Regions from separate parts of the Arachis hypogaea genome. Here region 2 is linked to region 1. Evidence: chromatin contacts called from public Hi-C data. All regions are on one chromosome and are shown on one strand. Each heading gives the region's core, a stretch centred on a gene start, on an enhancer-like site or on the middle of the called end of the contact. The rest is flanking DNA. Distances are from core to core; before and after follow the strand shown. Region 1 overlaps LOC112800664 (protein BZR1 homolog 1). Region 2 holds the start of LOC112800667 (aminopeptidase P1).

Evidence for each region. A called contact is a pair of places that touch in the nucleus more often than the background predicts.
Region 2: a contact with region 1 is called in a Hi-C map of leaf, with 2.7 times the contacts expected there. The contact joins the promoter of LOC112800667 here to the enhancer-like site in region 1. A contact is called at or near these places in 2 of 8 Hi-C or Micro-C datasets (both in leaf).

Annotation. Positions count from the first base shown.
Region 1 is chr5:9,834,902-9,838,880 of arahy.Tifrunner.gnm2.J5K5, forward strand. It overlaps LOC112800664 (protein BZR1 homolog 1), which reads left to right. Exons shown (of 2, transcript XM_025843019.2): 2 at 1-1,025. The coding sequence ends at 664. Among protein-coding and RNA genes, the nearest start is that of LOC112800664, 3.0 kb to the left of the region's middle. Within about 2 kb of position 2,205, at least 3 of the 3 cell types and tissues checked have open chromatin away from gene starts, as enhancers often do.
Region 2 is chr5:9,949,118-9,953,197 of arahy.Tifrunner.gnm2.J5K5, forward strand. It overlaps LOC112800667 (aminopeptidase P1), which reads right to left and starts at 2,687. Exons shown (of 16, transcript XM_025843021.3): 1 at 2,398-2,687; 2 at 2,233-2,296; 3 at 1,772-1,911; 4 at 1,200-1,484; 5 at 926-1,048; 6 at 237-554; 7 at 42-128. The coding sequence starts at 2,490.

The DNA.
Region 1 (3,979 bases), core at 955-3,454:
AAGCCCACAGTCATCAGCGTTCCCAAGCCCTGTTCCTTCCTACCATGCTAGCCCAACTTCCTCATCATTCCCCAGCCCCTCTCGCATTGATCCCAACCTTCAAAATCCCTCTTCATTCCTCCTACCATTCATTCATAACATCACCTCCATCCCCACAAACCTTCCTCCTCTTAGAATATCCAATAGTGCCCCTGTTACCCCTCCTCTTTCTTCCCCAACCTCCAGGGGTTCTAAAAGGAAGGCGGATTTCGAATCCCTCTCCAATGTCTCCTCTCTTAATTCGTTCCGCCATCCTCTCTTCGCGGTATCCGCCCCATCCAGCCCCTCCCGCCGCCACCAATTGGCTACTTCCACCATTCCTGAGTGTGATGAATCTGATGCTTCCACCGTGGACTCCGGTCGCTGGGTTAGTTTTCAGACAACGACTGCCTCGGCTGCTCCTCCATCGCCTACCTTTAACCTTGTGAAACCAGCAATGCAGCAGATCACTCCCCAGGATTCCATGGATATGAATGAAGGCATGCAATGGGGCCAGGCTGCAGAGAGAGGAAGACCATCGGATTTTGACTTTGAGAATGGTAGAGTGAAGCCATGGGAGGGCGAGAGGATACATGAGGTGGGAGTGGATGAGTTGGAACTGACTCTAGGCTGTGGAAAGGCCTGATGTTGAAAGCAATGTTTAGGGCTACCTTCTTATGTCTATATCACGCCCAAAGGCCACAACACAGAACCCGATCCCCAAGCCCAAGTCTGCAGCGTTTCCTTGGCGTCTGCATGGATTGCTTGGATGGAGCTGCCACTCTGCCATTGCCGGGGAAATCGGTTGCTATGTTGCATTTCTATATTTTTCTTATATGTACAGTCCCGTTTATATTTCGTTACATTACATGAAATTTGACTTCATTGTGATGCCTTGTTGATTGTTGAATAGTTGCATTTGGGGCAACCTTTAAAAAGTTTGGTAGTGTTTTGAGACTTAATCTTAACTTATTACTATAGACCAGGAGAAATTGAAGTTCACTGAAGAGATATTCTTAATGCTTTCACACTCTTTATTTCATTACATAGCTGAGCATTCCAATGTGAGTATTTGAAACTGATATGGAAAGATTGAGAAGCCCACTTTTGAAGCTTTATAGTTTTGCTCCATTCGGCCTCAAAAGTTTAAACTACTGCAATTGCTGTTTCCAGTTTCCACACTGAATATGTATGCAGTTTTGCTCGATCAGTATTACTTATGAGAAGGTAATTAACATCACTTCCTAGTCACCAAAGGAAAAAAAATTACATCACTTCCATCCTCACAAACTTTCCGCCTCTGTTATGAGAGGGTAACTTGACGGTAGAGGATGATTATACATATGTATATATTTGGACATTAAGTTAGAGGATTGTATTGTGATAGAGAAAAACACAAAGCAATTATGTGGGCCTAATAATATGTAGGTAGTGTATATTAATTTAGTATTTCTGTCATTCTCTTCTATCTATAATTCTATATCGTGTATCTTGATACTAGAAGGATGTTAGATAACCCGAGGAATGAGGATATTAAATCGCTTATGCATGGCTCTTAAGTGTATTTTTCTTGCGAGAAATCTACGAGTCTAGCTGTAAAGTTTTATGATTCTTCATTGTTGAGATAATATGATAGCAACATAAACTCTGACGAAAAAACAAAGGCTTGAATCTCAGCACTCTAGACTCTGCAGAAACTAGACTTAGTTATAGGGAATATCTGGTGAATACGTCCACAGTTTGTTTTAAAATTTTTTTTTTCAACTTTGATTTTGATCCTATACATGGCTTACACTAATTATGATTTGCTGAATTTGAGAGCAAGTGTTTTATTATGATTTGGCTGTCCATTATCTTCGTGTATAAGATATGAATAACCCGGTGCCTGACTGTTCAAGAGGAATCTACAAGTTCAAAGGAGAACACATTATTTCTCCTGGTTCGTAATCTTGAAGGTCAAAATTCAGAACCCGCAAAACAAACTGTCATGTTATCGTGAATATATGTGTTCTTTGCTTTCTTGTTCTTTCCTGCTTATTCTTCTTCGGTGTGTGTTCAACGCTCTCGTCTCACGCATGATTCTCTCTCATTGCCAAGCGATGCAAACAGTGATTTATTTCAACAGTGTGCCAAGTCACACCGAGAAGAAAAATCAAAATTCAAAGCTGGGACTTAATGTGAGGAGCCTATATTGGTTCCCCAGGATCTATGGATTCCTCCCATGGCCCAACCATGCTAATCCACCTCTCTCCCCCAAAGCCCAATTAGATTTGCAGGATTTTAATTAAAAACCCTTAATTGTTACCAAAAAACCCACAAGTACACCCAAGAAAGAAAAGATTATAAAAACCAGCAAAACACTTTCAGAAATCACGTTTGGATATTTTACTTCAAAATTGCTTGTTGTTCACGACCAAACAAAAATTTGATTGTTGTTCCAAACCTAGGTTTAGGTAGAAGCACCTCAATAGAGTTCTGTTGTGCATGCGATAGAAGCGTTGGAGAAGATAAAGCAGACCCAACGGAAGCAAACCTGATCCGAGATATCACAAAGACTTCCACGCCCATGATAAAAGTGTGGTGGATATTATTATCAGATCCTTTACAAGTTAGGATGAGTGGATTGGTGGAAACCCTGTAGTGGAACCAAATTGACGTAGCAAGCTAGATTTTGAGGTGGTATAGGATGCATGTCTGCTTCGCAAGAAGGGGGAGTTGGCTTGGCGCAGGGAAGGGAGGTGGTCTTGTTCGGGCTGGGTTTGGGCATGGGTTTTGGTTCTTGGTCTGGGTCATGCAAGCAATGGAGGACAGGGAGAGCGAGATTGTTGGCAAATAGTCTGGGAACAGGGAAGCGGCAGCATCAGAGTTGCAGATTCGGAGGAGAGGAAGCTGAAGCTTTCATCATCGTGCACCCTCGGCGACGGAGCTTCATTCGGAGCGCCGGAAGCAGAGGAGACCCACTGAAAGTCTCGCGTCCACATCGCTTTGGGTTCCAGATTCGTACAGTGCAGGGGCGTCACCGGAGAGAACACCAGTGTGGCAGCGGCCATGAACACATACCATGCGTTCTTCGCTGATCATCCTTTCTTCAGAATGCCATCCTTTCAAAAGCAGAGAGGCCTAGAAGACATATGAGCCGAGGGAGTGAGGGACCGATACTGAAACTTTTACTGTGCGGATAAAGTTTATATAACATAATAAATACATATATTATTTAATTTTTTTAATATATATTTTATATAAATTATTATTTTTTATAGATATTTAATATAATTATTGTAAAATATAATTAATTTTAAAATATTTAATTTATAAATTAAAAAGTAATTTAAATAATAATTATAATTAAAAATTTTATTTTTTTAGATTTTATATTTTAAAAAATTAAAAATTTTTTTGATAGTACAATTGAAAATTTTTTTTATATATATCACTAAAAGATTATTTAAAAATTTACTTTTCAATACAATTAAAAATAATTTTATTAATATTTATAATTAAATAAATTTTTTTAATTAATGTAGTTACTATAAAAAAATTAAAATTAATTAAAAAAATAATACTCTTAAATTAAATTTTAAAAAAGAATATCAATTTCGTTTTAAATTTGTGAATTGATTATTTTTATTCTAATATAAAATTTTTAAATTGAAATATCAAAAATTAAATAAAAAATTATTATAAAATTAAATTTAATAATTAAGTAGAATCAAATAAATATTACTATTATATACTACTGAATTTTTTTTTAATTATAATGAAGACACTGCCTTCACAACTATATACCTAAATCCACGATTCTGTATGAGCCCATCATTAGCAACGTGCCCAAAATATGGCTTGAAGAGACTACTCTTCGTATTTTAAGAAATTGTTCCTTTACAAATTTGATTTGGAAAGCATTGATACCTCTTACCACGAATAATAATTTCTTCACCCATAATCTCAAGATTGGTTTATT
Region 2 (4,080 bases), core at 1,437-3,936, 110 kb after region 1:
AAGCATAAATGATATCTAGATACACAGATCCAAATGCAAACCTTCTTATCTAGCCAGACAAGATATTGCACAACAGCCGCGCCATCCCGAACATGCGCCTTTCTTAATCCATCCAACTCCACTGGGTTCTACAAGTATTGAGGAAATAAAAATAAGCTAGAGTTCACTTGATAATATCAATATTAGTAACCTATCCAAGTACAATCATTTTCATTATAAGGCTGTAAGTTAACAACCTTCAAAGCTTTTGCAAGGGCCAAAGGCGACTGCTGTAGAATAACTGTCTGAGAGTTCAATTTTGAATACAGTGCATAACAGCATGTTCCTGGATCAACCCATACAAAGTCATTACTATGTTCTTCAGCTAGATGTTCACCATTTACTCCCTTGTTGAGCTCATTGTGAGTCTTTTCTGCTTCCTTTGTAACTGCAGCTAGAGAACCTTTGGCAGTAGACAGAGCATCAAGCTCATCAGTTGCGAGCAATGCTGCATCAGAGCTCACGGCTGTATAGTCTCGAATTCCAATTCCATTCTCCTCTAGATGAGTTTTTACCTGGCAAAAAAATACTACTACTAAGTTTCTATATACATATCTTCCTTCCAAATATCAGGATAGACCAAAATACTGCTCTGTTGACAGATATTTCTTATCTTCATAAGTAAAATAAACTTCGATCTAATTTGACCATAAAATAAATGTTTCCAACGGTTGACTATTAATGACCAGTACTGAAAATACTGAAATCTGAAACCCTATCATTCTTGTAAGATTAATATACATAAATAGGGGGAAACAAATCCTATGATAAATGTTCTTAATAAACTGTTATTAGTAACTTAACATGATTGTATAGGAATTTATACTTCCTGCCAGTAGAAAACAGTGCGAAACATTCAAAGCTGACGAGACATTAGTCAAACTACCTCAACAGATACTTTTTCCTTGTTGACATAAAGGAAAGCAGAATTAGTTGTCACAATAGCAAATGCATGAACAACAGGACAGTATGCCACATCACTTCCACGGATATTGTATAACCAGGCAACCTGCATTGTAACCGGATCATAAATAACATGGATAATGAAGATAGTGATATTGAAAATGCTGAACATGTGACGCAAAAATATCCTCAAACTCAAAACTTGAGTTAGGGAAGAGCAAACAAATAAGGACGATAGATTAAGATAATACACTCACTTCATCAAGAGCTGTGAAAATGATGCCACGGGCTCGCTCTTGCGCAAGCCTTTTTCTCAAGTCTTGCAACTTATCTGCAACAGAGCGACCTGCAAATTCCAATGGATGTACAATAACAGCATTAATCTGTTCTGGAGGTCGCTTTGCCCATACTTCATCTACCAAATTTTTTGTCGTTTGAACCAGCTTCTGATGTTTTTCAGCAAAAGCACGTTCCCATCTTTGGGCAGTATCAACCGAAATGCACCATGGATCAACCCCAATAGATGCATCTTTAGGCAAGTTCTAGTGAAAAAGAAACAACTCATGGATGAGACAAGACTAATCGAGTGCTATAGTGCGTACAGGACTATATGCTCTGTCAGCTCTCCCTAAGCAAGGAGAAGCTAGTTGTGGACAACATATCAAAAATGCCATGATGTAGACACAGTTTCAATCTTGACCCAAGTCATAACATTATGCTTCAGGGATGCCAAAGACAGAGAGAACCACAAAAAATATAATCTGCTATCTCATTTTGTCTTTTTTCAATCATTTAAATCAAAGGATTCTCTTAAAAAAATGGTACTTACATCAGCCATCCAAACATCCACAGCAGGATCTTCGCCAATGCGCATTAGCTTCCATTGATCACTAAGCTGTTGCTCTGCCTGCAAAAAATATCGTCCATCCGTCCACAAGAGTGCTTCTTTCGCCGTTATAAGTGCCAAACCTGAATGTAATTTTAATGGAAAACAATACAAAATTTGACTTAACAAATTTTGTCAGATTTGAAATACAATAGGAAAATTCAATAGCGGCATAGATTTCACAAGAAGAGCTGAGACAGAAAGCTTCAACCACAGAATAATCCAAGACTATCTTGCTTATTACAGGGATGAAATTGTCACACGATGTTAATTGAAATTTCCAAACTACAGAAACAAAATCCTGATTCGATCTAAACTAATCGCCACATAAGAATAAACTAAGAAATCAAACGAAAACGCATAAAGTAAATTTTGATTTGATTGCTCTGTAGATTGATACTGACCAGCACTTCCACTGAAGCCGGAAACGAACTCGCGGCGCTTATCTCTTGCGGATACATATTCACTCTGCAGAAACAGAGAGAAACAATCATCAGATGAAGAACGAAGGAATTTGAAACGGAAGAAGCTGAAAATCTTCGATCTAAAGTGAAAGGGAAATGAATTACCTGGTGATAATCTTCGGAAGGAACAACTAAGGCATCAAGAGAAGGGGAGTGAGAAGACATCAATGACCTCAAAGCAGAGAGTGTGTCTTCCATTTTCTTCTACTTCGCTAATTTTTCTCAATCACAGTTTAGCTTAGCCTCCAAAACAAGTTCGGTTCTCAGCGACGCATTTATATATTATAGTGACACTGAGCCGCACCTCGAAGCGAGGTCCACGACGGATTCAGATTCCTATCTTTCCTATTTCCTCCGAAATTTTAATTTTGTAATGCATTATTTATTTATTTATTAAAAAGCATGCACTTTTTATTCTAAGAATAGGGGGAGGAAAAATAATTAACTTTAATCATTTTCTTTGTCTGGTTTATAGAAGTTGCGGACTAAGGGTGTGTTTGGTGGCAACTACTCAAATGAAGATGCTAAAAACATCTTTTTATGAAGATTCTTGTGTTAAAAGTGTACTTTGTTTGTTTAGCCACACTTTAAAAAAAATAACACTTTTGCAACACATCAAAATCAAACCATACATTTTATCATCTAATGGTAAAAAAGAAGTATCTTCATATGAAGACAATAGTAAAATCTTCATGATAGTATCCACCGTGTTTGGTAACCACGTTTGAAGGAAAAAAGTACGTTAGAGCTTCTTAAAAGCTTCACTTTTTTGTTTGGCTATTTTTTTTCTTTACAAATGCATAAGTAATTTTGTTCATAAAATCACGTTTATAAGGAGTAATAATTTTTAACTTCTCTGTTACACTAACGTGTTTTTAGTCAATACTTTCAATATTTATTTTTCTTTTACCAACTTTATCCTTTATACATATTATTGTATTATTTATAAAATTCTTATCATTTCTCTCTATATGAACTCTTTTTTTATTATTTATTATTTATATTTTTTATTATTTTTTTATTTGACATTATATATTTTTATAGTTATAATTTTTGTGTATTGTATTTATTATTATTTTTTTTATAATAGAATTTATTGATTCCATTAAGTAAAATAAATTAAATAAAAAATTAATCATAAATAATAATAGTTAAAAATTATAATATACTAAAAAAGAATACTAAGAGTATTAAAAATATATTATATAAAAAATATATAAAAAATATGAAAAAATTAAACATGTATAAAAAAATAATATTATAATTTAATATCATATCCTTTTAAATAATTATTTATTTAAAAATGATTTTAACTAATATTATTCAAATAATATTTATTTTATCAAAATTAATTTTAATAAAAAATTATCAAACATAAATTATATTGACACAAATTTATTTTTATCCAAAATCAATTTTATAAAATTACTTTTATTCAAACTCTAATTTAACTAACCACAGTACAAACACACACTAAGTTAGTTTCCTTGAGCTGTGAACAGATTGGAGTTTTAGGGGCCTTGCTTGCAGACTTAAACACACACTAAGTTAGTTTCCTTGAGCTGTGAACAGATTGGAGTTTTAGGGGCCTTGCTTGCAGACTTGAGGTTCATGAAAAAATATTAGCATTAAAAATCTTGCGCCTATCAAAATTGAGCACGTCTTCAAAAGAAAGTATTGTTGCCACCCGAATTAGTAATATCTTAATGGGTAACAACGGGACAGCTAGCTTATTCTCGTAATATTATCGAAAACCTATTAAAAGAGAAAATAAGTATTGAGCTGCAC